Linked DNA regions of Astyanax mexicanus: region 1 is linked to region 2. The links are chromatin contacts, called in public Hi-C maps. All regions are on one chromosome and are shown on one strand. The core of a region is the stretch at or near the end of the contact, and the rest is flanking DNA. Distances in the headings are between cores, read along the strand shown.

What was found. Hi-C and Micro-C count contacts between places; a contact is called where the count stands out from the background.
Region 1: a Hi-C map of muscle shows a contact between it and region 2, with 11 times the contacts expected there. The contact joins the promoter of ikzf4 here to the enhancer-like site in region 2. A contact is called at or near these places in 2 of 3 Hi-C or Micro-C datasets (both in muscle).

What each region holds. Positions count from the first base shown.
Region 1 is chr13:42,650,333-42,656,490 of AstMex3_surface, reverse strand. It overlaps ikzf4 (IKAROS family zinc finger 4), which reads right to left and starts at 4,828. Exons shown (of 8, transcript XM_022676887.2): 1 at 4,582-4,828; 2 at 1,495-1,549; 3 at 1,291-1,395; 4 at 781-1,086; 5 at 514-708. The coding sequence starts at 1,534.
Region 2 is chr13:42,611,653-42,617,823 of AstMex3_surface, reverse strand. lmbr1l (limb development membrane protein 1-like) reads left to right here. Exons shown (of 17, transcript XM_007246751.4): 5 at 1,189-1,292; 6 at 1,399-1,522; 7 at 2,864-2,932; 8 at 3,139-3,203; 9 at 3,472-3,544; 10 at 5,000-5,083; 11 at 5,216-5,292; 12 at 5,384-5,461. Among protein-coding and RNA genes, the nearest start is that of LOC125780579, 22 kb to the right of the region's middle. Within about 2 kb of position 1,438, the one cell type or tissue checked has an H3K27ac peak away from gene starts, as active enhancers do.

The DNA.
Region 1 (6,158 bases), core at 3,579-6,078, 35 kb before region 2:
CAGTCTTACACTATGCTTTTGGATAACTTTATGTCACTCCTGGTGCAAATATTTACGCAGTTCAGCTTGGTTTGATGGCTTGTGATCATCCATCTTCCTCTTAATTATATTCCAGAGGTTTTCAATTTTGTCAAATGTAGCTAAACCCTACAGTGAAAGTAAATTATTCTCTGTTTAATGTCTACACCTTACTTCAACCAAAACTCTAATCTCAACATTTTAGGGTTAGGTTTAGGGTTAGATTTAAGGTTTAAATTATGGTTTGGGTTAAGGTATGGTTTAAGGATTAATTCAAGTCTGAGGTTAGGCTTAGGTTTAACTTCTTTAGAGAAACATTTACATACAACCTAATGTTGGGTAAGCATCTACGAGGCATTTACAAATATACCATCAAAATAAAGTGATACCCATAATTTTATTTTCTTTCCACACACATGCCATTACCGCAAGTTATACAACCACATATTATTCTGTTATTATTATTTGTACATATATTTTTTCTGGTAGACTTACCAGAGTGGGTGCGGAGGTGACCAGTGAGCGCGTCTCTGCGACGACAGGCATAGTTACAGAATGGGCATTTGAAGGGTTTTTCACCAGAATGGAGCTTAATGTGACGCAGCAGGTTGCCCTTCTGTGTGAAGGACGCTCCACACTGGTTGCACTGGAATGGTCGCTCACCTGTCCATTTTTTTGCAGCAAAAGCACCTATATATCATTATTTGAGACATCTTGAACTGTAAAATGAACAAATCATTCAAAGAACCACATGAGACTCACCCGTATGGCTGCGTTTGTGTACCATCAGAACATTAGGACCGATGCAGATCATTCCACATATGTCACACTTCAGTTTTCCATTGGGTAGCCGTATGGGTCCGGGCGAAGCAGGTCCGGGGCTGCCCATCTCGCCACAGCCGGTTCCTCCTTGGCCTCGAACCCCTCCACCCACCTCCACAACCCCCTCCTCTGGGATGTCCCCTTTATCATCTTTCCATCCTTCATCCCTCTCTCCTCCTCTTCTCTCTGCAAGCGTAGCAGCACCTGCTTCTTCATCACTGTAGAGCTCTACCTTGATGGAATTAGCTAGACAGATGGGAAAACGAGCAGAGTGGACACTTATGAATGGGTTTATGAGCAGGAAACAGAAAACAGCAGAAGAAAGCAGAATACAGCAATAGTAACAGAATTAGAGAATTCAACACCGGCCAAATGCTAAGTTTCACATGCAGTTTTTTTTTTTGTCTTTTTCAAAGATTAAGAGAAAAAATGTACAGATAAGGTACTGACCACTGAGGGAGCGACTGGGCGAAGAGTGCTGACTGTTAGGAGTGCTCACACTAGGTCCCCTTAGCCCTGCAAAAAACTCCCGCTCTGTCGAAGAATCTCCATTGCCTGCAAACACACACACGCACATACAGACACGATTAAGCTCCTACAGAGGTTCAAAGGTAAGTAATTGTGTTAGATAAAATCAATAAGACCTCCCAATACCTGACATGTAAGAACGGCCATTGCAATCGTCAGCATTCATTCTCAGACCAGATGCCTTAAGACAACAGCAACAAAAAAACAGAAAAGAGAAAACTGTGAGAGAAAATTTAATGAAATGCTGCAAGGCACACTTATAAACAGACTTATAATCTGCTCCTTCTAACTCAGCACTTCTGTTTTTTGCAGCATTGCTCCCATACTCTCGCAAAAGATCAAAATGTTTTATATCAATTAATATGGCATCAAGAACAATACCACAAGTTAATATCTTCTAGCGTTTGTACCGGTTCCAAGTCTCTGTCTTCAACAATGCTTTGGTTAAAAAAAAAAAAAAGCAGCGTATAAGTCAAGAAGATGCCCTCCCCTTTACATCTAACCTATCAGAGTGCAGGGGGGAAAATATCAAGGAGGAATGACAGTTATTATCACATGCAAAGAACTGCAGATGTGGCATTATATTAAAAACAATGACACCTGGTCAACTTAAAGTAGTTATTCAATACATAAAACATATTAAAGCATTAGAACTGTGTATTGTCTTAATTTAAACCAGCGCAAACTAAATAACTCAAATATGATATGTGCAAAAATAATGGCACATTATGCTTGTATTATTGGTTTCAGTATTTTAGTGTTGTTTTACTTAAATTTGAACATTAATAGTAAAATAAATCACATACTCCAATTGAAGAGCAGAGCCTCTTTATATTTAGGTTTGTTACTGACTTGTTCACATTGACCAGGGCTGCCTAAACTTTTGCATACCACTTTGTATTATTTTTACCACCAGATCACACAAGAAATTATAGCCTGCTCAAATTCGCCAAATCAAATAGTGTACATAGGTTACATTGGTTCAACACATTTCAAGAGCAACCTTAAGTGACCTTAATTAATAGCATTCAGGGCATTAATACTAATAATAATCAACAGTGTGCAATTTGTATTTACATGATGTATTTTGACATTCTAACATGTTATATATAAACATAAGTTGTTCTTTATAATGCGTCCAAATTATATGATGAATGGATCAATAGAAATGCTTTAAAGTTACTTTTTAAATGGATTGCCACTGAAAGAAGGTGTTGTCCTAATAAATTGCTATATTTGAGATGCAAGTTTTTTGTGTGACAGCAATGATATAGTCCTAACTTAATTAAAATTACAATTCACAGAAATAACAGAAACTCTCATTCCTTAATATAATTTTGACTAGTCATTTGTTACCATTTAGTTATATGAAACACAATAAGTCCAGGTCCACACATACAAGTAGCTACATATGTAAATTTAAGATATCAGTAGTAAAGATTTTTATTAGTTGAAGTGTGCTTTTGGAGTATGTGCACGTTTAGATCGTAAATATAATTTCAGATACATATAAGATGAGTTTAACCTAGTAATAATAATATTATTTACATTTACAATAAGGGCGCACCGTTGTGGGAATACTCGGTCACTGCAGATATTCAGTATTACGGATGATATGGCAAATTTATCACAATATATTTCTTAATTTAGGTTGATGCAATATAATTCTGATATTGATATGAACAGTATAAAAGCCACCACCCTTGCTGGGCAAAAAGAGAGACAATTTGGCTCATTTTTCATGGGCGCAGCCCATATACTCAGCTCCACTGCTCATCTCACAAAACAGTTTAAAAGGGAAATTAAGAAGCATTGTTGCTACAAAGAAATACCAAATAATTCAAACACAAATTTCCTCACTTTTCTTACTTTTTGTGCTATGTTTAAACTACAGTAAAGACATACAGCTCTGAAAAAATATTTATTATACCTAAATATTTTACCAAATTGAAAACCTTTGGAATATAATCCAGAGGGAGATGGATGATCACAAGCCACCAAACCAACCAAGTTAAACTGCTTGAATTCTTGCAACAGGAGTGGTTAAAAACCATGATTAAAAACTGTGATTAAAAACCAGGGTTATTGCACCAAATATTGATTTCTGAACTCTTAAAACTTTATGAATATGAACTTGTTTTCTTTGCATTATTTGAGGTCTGAAAGCTCTGCATCTTTTTGTTATTTCAGCAATATCTCATTTTTTGTGATTAAATGATCTAAATAACAATATTTTTATTTGGTATTTGGGATTAATGTTCATAGTTTATAAAACAAAACAACAATGCTCATTTTATTCAAATATATACCTATAAATAGCAAAATAAGTGAAACTGATTCAGAAACTGAAGTGCTCTCATTTTTTTCCAGAGCTGTATGTATACGGCAATTCAGTATGGCTTTACATAGAGTACTAGCTAGAGCTGTAACTAATTCCTAGTAAACATTTCACAGCTGATCTGAAATTATGTAAAAAGCTTTAATTTGAGATTTTACCAGTTAAAGCTGAGTTAGGACTTAAATATCTGGTGTTATTTTAAGCTAAAACTGGTTGTCAGGTTGCATTTGTTTGTCTTAAAACAGAAAAGTTAACTCTGGAGCTTCAGACAGAGACGGACTCAGCCCTGTTAAATATTCCAGCTACACTTAAAACGACTTCAAGCAACAGGCAGCCCGGTCAGTAACTTTGCCCGAATATCGTGTTTTAGGCGTGTTTAAGTGGATTAAAGCCCGCTGCGGGTGGATAAACAGTACAGACGGGGCTGTCAGTGCTGTCAGTCTCCAGGCTCCGCTGCTCTCAGCGCCCGGCTGTCCGTCTCCCCCTGCGCGGCTGAGGCGAGCCAGCTAGCGGCAGCGGCTAACGAGCTAACGGCAGGCGACAGCTGGGGGAATAAGGCGTGTAAACACGGCCGAACTGACCCACAAACAGTGCTCACCGCCCGCCTGACCCTCGGTATCGGCTCGGCCGGTCCGCCGGGCCCGAGCCGCTCCGTGTTTGGGCCGTGCTGAACTAAACCGCGGTAATGTTGCCCGAGAGCCCGTCGGCGTTGCTATGGCACCCGATACTCGGCAGATGCCGCGCGGCTAGCTGGCTAGCGTTAGCCGCCTCTGTAAAACTCGGCCGGACCGAGCGCGGCTCTCCGCCCGCGCGACGCGCTGCCACACACCGGCAACCCGGGCACCGCACACCGCCGGACCGGCTGTTCTCCCCACCTGGCGAGCGACCCTCTCCGCCGTGTTGTTTATGTGGCTCGAGCGCGGTCTGTTTTCTCGCGCATCTCCGGGATCCTTTACCTGAAAATCCCGAACAAGTTCCGGGATCCAGCAGGCCCGAGTAACCCACCCGCGGAGCCCTCGATCAGCCCGAGAACCGAGAGCATCGAGCGCGGACTGAACTGGAGGGGAGGGTGGGATCAAAATGGACAGAAGTTTGTAGACACGTGCTGCTCTTTTAGATTCATCCAGTCTAATTTAATATTAGATACTGGAACTTTGCTGTGAGGATTTGGTAGCATTCAGTGGCAAGAAAAGTCCTTAAATAATCCTTAAAATGTGATGGGGCGAGGTGGGATGTAACAGGTGGGATCAAAAGTTTGTAGACACATGCTGGCTGATCTTTGAGATCCATCCAGTATAGTTAGCTTAGTCTAATCAAACATTAGATACTGATACATTGCTGTAAGAAGTTGGTAGCAATTAATACAAACTATATAAGTAGCATGAGATGAGATGGGAATGGATGTAAAGAGTGGGAACAAGGTGGACAAAGGTTTGTGGACACTTGCTGCTCTTTGTTGAGATCAGTCCAATCTAAGACAATATTCTGGAACATTGCTGTGAGAATTTGGTAACATACCATGGCAAACACAGTAACTTAAATCATCCAAAAATGGGATGAGGTGGTATATAAAGGGTGGGATCAAGATGGACAAAAGTTTAAAGACACCTTTTGCTCTTTAAGATCCATCCAGTCCAATCTAAGATTAGATACTGGAACACTGTTGTGAGGGTTTGGTAGCATTCAGTGGCAAGAACAGTACCTAAATAATCTTAAAGATTGAATGTGATGGGAAGGCTGAGTCAAGATGGCCAACAGATTTTAAACACATGCTGCTCTTTGAGATCTGTCCAGTCCAATCTAAGATTAGATGCTGGAACGTTGCTGTGAGGATTTGGTAGCATTTAGAAGATGGTCAAAAGTTTGTAGACACCTATTTCATCCTGTAAAATCCATCCAGTCCAATCCAACAGCATATGCTGAAACATTGCTATGAGGGGATTTGGTAGCATTCAGAGGCAATGTAATAATGCCTAAAACGGGATGGGATTGATGTAAAAATTGGGATCAAGGTGGCCAAATATTTATACACGTCTGTTGTTCTTTCAGATCTGTCCAGTCCAATTTAAGATTAGATGCTGGAACATTGCTGTGAGGATTTGGTAGCATTTATTGGCAAAAACAGTAACCTACTTAAACAATCCCAAAATGGAATGGGGTGGTATGTAAAGGGTGGGATCAAGGTGGTCAAAAGTTTGAAGACACCTGCTGCTCTTCGAGATCATCCAGCCAGTATCTTCATCCAGTCTAATTCATGCAGTCCAATTCAAAATCATATGCTGGAACATTCTGAAGGGCAGAATTTTGTATCTTTTTGTATCTTTGTACACTTTTTTAAAGCAGGTACTGTTTGTAGCCCCTGGGTGGCAGCAGACCTTCAAGCATGCAGCTGTAGAAATGACAGGGGGAGCTCTTCTGTTTTTGCTGTCAGTCAAACGCCTTGTATCTCAGT
Region 2 (6,171 bases), core at 189-2,688:
TAATCGTGTGCACTGAATTTATTTGTTAGCTGGAGACAGATAGGAATTGTGCCTGATTTTATTACTGTATTGCTTTTGCTTCAGGAACAACATATTGTAAATTGATATTGAATTTGTGTCTTACTTGTGCAATAGAGCTGTTGAGAAATATAATTTGAATACTTTAACATTTAGTAATTCAGGTCCATTATAGTGTTTATGGAACTATTTAAAATAATTAGTTTTGTAAAGGAAGCTGTGTTAAAGTTGTTAGCGTACCTTATTGTATGATCTATTGTTTGCATTCTTTAACTGTTTTTTTTGTTTGTTTGTTTGTCTGTTTTGTTTTTTTGGCTAATTAACTCTGAAATCTTAATATATTATGTAGTCTTGTGGGACAAAGTAGACCCAATAGTAATCAAAGCCAAAGTTTAAAGCCTTAGGGTTTTTTATAATATGTACTCCTAACAGTACAGTAAGTCACAAACCTATATTAAAAATAAAAATTGAATTAAAATAAATGTAAATCTGTGAGAATCTTGAAAAATACCATGATATACATATTTGGTCAGACTGCTGCACTACACTGTAGTAAAAGGCTGGGCTTGTTTCTGATGATTGACTGATGATTATTAGCGCTGGACTCGGAGGCCCTGGCCAAGGTGTCAGTAATATAGCTGTAGTTGAGTGTTATGTGAGGAATTCAGACAGCATGTGTTAAGTGATATGCGATACCCAACGTTGGCTAAGAGGAGACACATGCTGGATGTTAGAAAAACAAGACGAATCCAGCTCTGTTTTCAAGGTTAATAAAGGTGCTATCATTTAGACAAAAAATGTTTTATGTAATACACTTTACATAATGTACTTAGGCAACGGAAACTACAATGACAGACAGAATGACAGACAGACAGACAGCTTTAACACCTGTTCTGTAGATCTCCAGACCAGAGCAGGGAGCGTGTTGAACTTTTACCACCCTCTCGTGGTGACTGCAGAAACTACACTGATATTCCTGAAAACAGCTGATGTTTATTCGATTATAAATGTTAGTACATGATAAAACACTATAGCCTAATCCTTAGTTAAAAAAAATATATATATTTATTTATATGTGAATATGAATATAAAGATATGCATTATTATTGATTGTAATGTATTATTAAGATTTAATTAATTTTATGTAATTTATTTACTTTCTTCATTTAGGTCTATGGAACTTAGTCTTCCTCTTCTCCAACCTGTCCCTGGTCTTCCTCATGCCTTTCGCCTACTTCTTTACTGAGGCAGAAGGCTTCACAGGGTCCAAAAGGGTAAATATTTGTTCTGATATTTTCAATAAAAGACTGGAGTTGTCTGTCTGTATATTACTGTATAAATGACTGTATATACTAATCTGTTGGAGTGCTTTTGCTGCAGGGAGTCATGTCTCGGGTTTATGAGACTGCAGTGATGCTGCTTCTCCTCAGTCTGCTGGTGCTTGGCATTGTGTGGGTGGCCTCAGCTCTCCTCCACGACAACACGGCCAGAGAGAGTCTCTACGGTGTGTGTGAAACTAAACCTGGCTGACACAGTTCACCCTTCATTTTATTATTATTTTATTTTTTTAAAGAACTTCTTGGTACATTCATTAATAATTTAATATTTTTTAAATATTGTTGCATATTCACACAAAAAAACACAAGGCTATACAAGAAGAACATTGAATGGATGAGTCATTAAAATTCTTTGGTTTGTTTTCTTGCTGTATTTTTCTCCCTATCCTCTTCTGCATTTATATCCCTGAACCCTAATTTAATACTGTGTCTACATGTAAAAACAAAATGATAACGTTCTAATAGACCAAGAAAAGTTTTTTTAGGAAGTAAATCACACAGAGGTGCTACTATGATCATTTTTATATATTGTAGTAAATAGTATTTAATATATTGATATTTACAATATATTATATATTATACAAAACATTATGTAGTGCCCAACCTTAAAGGGTAGTCATCTGACTTGATTTCGTTTCCTAGTACTTTGTAAAGAACTGAAAGAAAGTCACCAAAGAGCCACTTTAGCAGAAGTCTAAGGGCAGGTGGCCTCAAGATAGCAGCCTTAAGACGGCGGTAAGCGGCCTTAAGACATTGGCCTTAAGACATTGGCCTTAAGTCAACAGACAGTGGCTTTAGGACAGTGGTCAGTGGCTTTAAGTCAAAATACAACGGCCTTAGCACAGCGGCCTTAAGACAGTGGCCTTAAGACAGTGGCCTTAAGACAGTGGCCTTAAGACAGTGGCCTTAATTCAACGGTCAGTGGGCTTAAGACAGTGGCCTTAAGACAGTGGTCAGTGGCATTAAGTCAAAATACAGCTGCCTTTAGACAGCGGCCAGTGGCCTTAAGTCAAAGAACAATGGCATTAAGTCAAAGAACAATGGCCTAAGGTCAGCTGCCTTAAGTCAAAGGACAGCGGCATTAAGTCAGCGGTCAGCGGCCTTACTTCAACAGCCTTAAATCAACAGTCAGCGGCCTTAAGTCAAAGTGCTGCGAAGCAAACTCTAAAGAACCATATTTCTGTGTGGTATTATTACAAAAATATTAATAGAAACATCAAGAAACATTACATTTTGGTTTAATTTGAATAAATTATGAAAGACCTTGAATCTCATTATATAACAATTCCATGATGATCAATAGGAATGCCCCAAAAATATATTTTCATTGACTTCCATTGAAAGTTAAGTAGGTTTTTCTATCTCATGTAAAGCTGCTAATTTGGTGATACTGGGCTTAACGTCACAGTTTTGTCAGAGTTGTTGTGTCAGATGCTAAATAAAGCATGTATCCAGTGTGTGTATAGAGGGCGTGAGCTCACTCTCCTGTCTATTTTGCTGTGTTTCAGACCTGTGGGAGTACTACCTGCCCTACCTCTACTCCTGTATCTCTCTGTTTGGAGTGCTGCTGCTGTTGCGTAAGTGCATGTCTGTCTGATTATACCTGAAAACCTTTTAATGGTTTTTTTTTTTTTGACATGTGGAGCAGGTTATAAGTTGTGGTTAATGTGGTTAATTGTAGGCTAGGCGTAGTTCAGTAATTCAGTAGTTCATGTAATTGTGCTAAATGTGTGTGTGTATTGTTTGTTTAAGCATTAATTATTTTCTTTTTCTGTCTTAACAGTGTGCACCCCATTTGGAATGTCACGTATGTTCAGCGTCACTGGGAGCTTATTGGTTAAACCGCGGGTAAGCATGTGACGTTTAAGTGGGTTTTGATATGTATTGAGAAATGTTCTGACCTGCTTACCTACGTAATAATGAATCCAGCCTTTTCTGAGACTGTTATTTAAGTGCTGACAGTAGTAGGATTTATGGAAAATATAACTAAGAGTCACCTTTTGACCTCGTTATGACTGATTTGGGTGTAGTTATCTTGCTTACTGTGCTGAAACTGAAAATAGGAAGCTTGGTGTTCACTGACTCAGTATATGACTGTGTTGTGGTGCGTGTTCAGCTGTTGGAGAATGTGGAGGAGACGATGAACTGTGCTGTGTTTGAGGAGGCCTCGCTCTCCAGGAAGCTCAACAGTGAGTGTTCATAACACAACCTTTATAACAATAAACCTGTTAGAATGTATATTTGTTTATATTACCTTTCAAATATTCAAATAATACATTTCCAAACAAGCTGAAGGAAATTGTGCATTTTCTTATGATGATAAAAAGCCAATATCTTATTTTTCTTTTTTCTTAATCCAGAATGTTTAAATTAGTGTTCTTATTTTTTTTTAATCATCACTATTTCCCAGCCTCTTCATTTCTTATACTTTATAATTGTGATGTAGAACTGCAGAGAATGTCTAGACACAAGCAGATGATGATGTGAGTTGTAGGTGGTAGCTGAGCAAATAAAAATATACATTTAAAAGTATATATAATATGTGTAAAATAGTTTTTTTTATATAATAATAGGTAAATTTAAGTATCTTTAATTCACAAAATCACAAATATATAACATTATATGTCAGTACATTTAGCTATTTCATAACCTATCTAGAAAATAGTATATTTAATGCTTTATACAGGCTAAATATGCTTAATTCATGCAGTAATGGTTTTAAACCAAAGATATTACCATATAACTATTACAGTGTATTTCAAACAAAAATGTCCATATTTTACAGTTTAATTCTGACCTGCTTTTCAATGGGTCAGCAGGTAATTTAAAAATGTATATATTGTTGCTGTCAAAGGAAAAAAGCTAGTTAAGTTAGTAAAAAGGTTATTTCAGGTCATTTTAGAGCATATCTATTCATTATGAAATTTTGACTTAATATAGAGATTTTTTTTATAATAATAATAATAATAATAATAATAATTTAAAGAGTCTATATTTTTACATTACTCTGACTTGACATATAATTTAATTAAATCATCATATGCTGCCTGGTTTCAATAAATACAGCCCTGTAAAAAAAAGGTATATTTTTGAGTAAAATGAACATTGTTATTTTATTCTATAAACTACAGACCACATTTCTCCCAAATTCCAAATAAGATAAATTGTCATTTAGAGAATTTATGTGCAGAAAATGAGAAATGGCTAAAATAAAAAAAAGATGCAGAGCTTTTAGACCTCAAATAATGCAAAGAAAACAAGTTCATATTCATAAAGTTTTAAGTGTTCAGAAATCAATATTTGGTGGAATAACCCTGGTTTTTAATCACAGTTTAAATCAGGCTTCTTGGCATGTTTTGCTCCACCAGTCTTTCACACTGCTTTTGGATAACTTTATGCCACTCCTAATGCACAAATTCAAGCAGTTAAACTTGGATTGACGGCTTGTGATCATCCATCTTCCTCTAGATTATATTCCAGAGGTTTTCAATTTGGTAAAATCAAAGAAATTCACCATCTTTTAAGTGGTCTCTTATTTTTTTCCAGAGCTGTAAATGTTGTTTGTAATAAATGATTTAACAGTTTATGATATTTTAAAATCTGATTCACTTCAATAACGTGACTGTTCTTTGACTGTTTCTCAGGTAACACCTCCTGCTGGCTGAACCTGAACATGGAGGCGATGAAGAGGCAGTTTGTGAGCATACAGGCTAAGCGCATGGCTCTGGGTGAGAACACTGTCCTCACAAGTACAACTGTCCTTTCACATCAGATACCAGCTGTCCCTCACACTCAGTCTCTCTCTCTCTCTCTCCCTCTCTCTCTCTCTCTCTCTCTCTCTCTCTCTCTCTCTCTCACAGAGACGAGGAGGAAGGCGTCGGCCTGGCAGCGTAACCTGGGCTACCCGCTGGTCATGCTGCTGCTGTTGGCATTAACTGTAAGGATGAGTCTTTATTGTTTGTGAACAGATGATGCCAGTGTTGTGTCCCTGTTCGGTTGTAGTGACTGCTCTTGCTGTTGCTGCTCAGGTGGTGTGTGTGCTGATGGTGTGTTTCCATGTGCTGGAGCTGCTCTTTGATGAGTCGGCCATGCCCAGAGGAATGGAGGTGAGATTTAGAGAAAACAGTGCAGTGCAGACTTTTTACTTTACATTTAAGTTTAAATTTAAAAACTTCTCTAATTTAAAAAGGGCAAAGTAAGCAAAGTCATTCAGAGTGGCCTAATGAGAAACTGTTTACGGTAAAAAAAAAGGGTACTGGTGATTGAGGTTGCAATGTGTGCAATTTATTTACAGCTCTGGAAAAAAAATAAGAGACCACTTAAAAAAAAAACTCTGGAATATAATCAAGAGGAAGATGGATGATCACAAGCCACCACACCAAAACAAGCTGAACTGCTTGATTTGTTGCACCAGGAGTGACATAAAGTTATTCAAAAGCAGTGTGTAAAAAAATGCATGAAAACTGTGATTAAAAACCAGGGTTATTCCACCAAATATTGATTTCTGAACTTTTAATTTTTTTATGAATATGAACTTGTTTTCTTTGCATTATTTGAGGTCTGAAAGCTCTGCATCTTTTTTTGTTATTTCAGCCATTTCTCATTTTCTGCAAATAAATGCTCAAAATGACAATATTTTTACTTGAAATTTGGGAGAAATGTTGTCTGTAGATTATAGAATAAAATAATAATGTTTTTACTCAAATATATACCTATAAATAGCAAAATCTGAAAAACTGATTCAGAAACTGAAGTGGTCTCTTAATTCTTTTCCAGATACTTTATCTTAAACAACCAGTTAAAAAAGAAAAAAAAA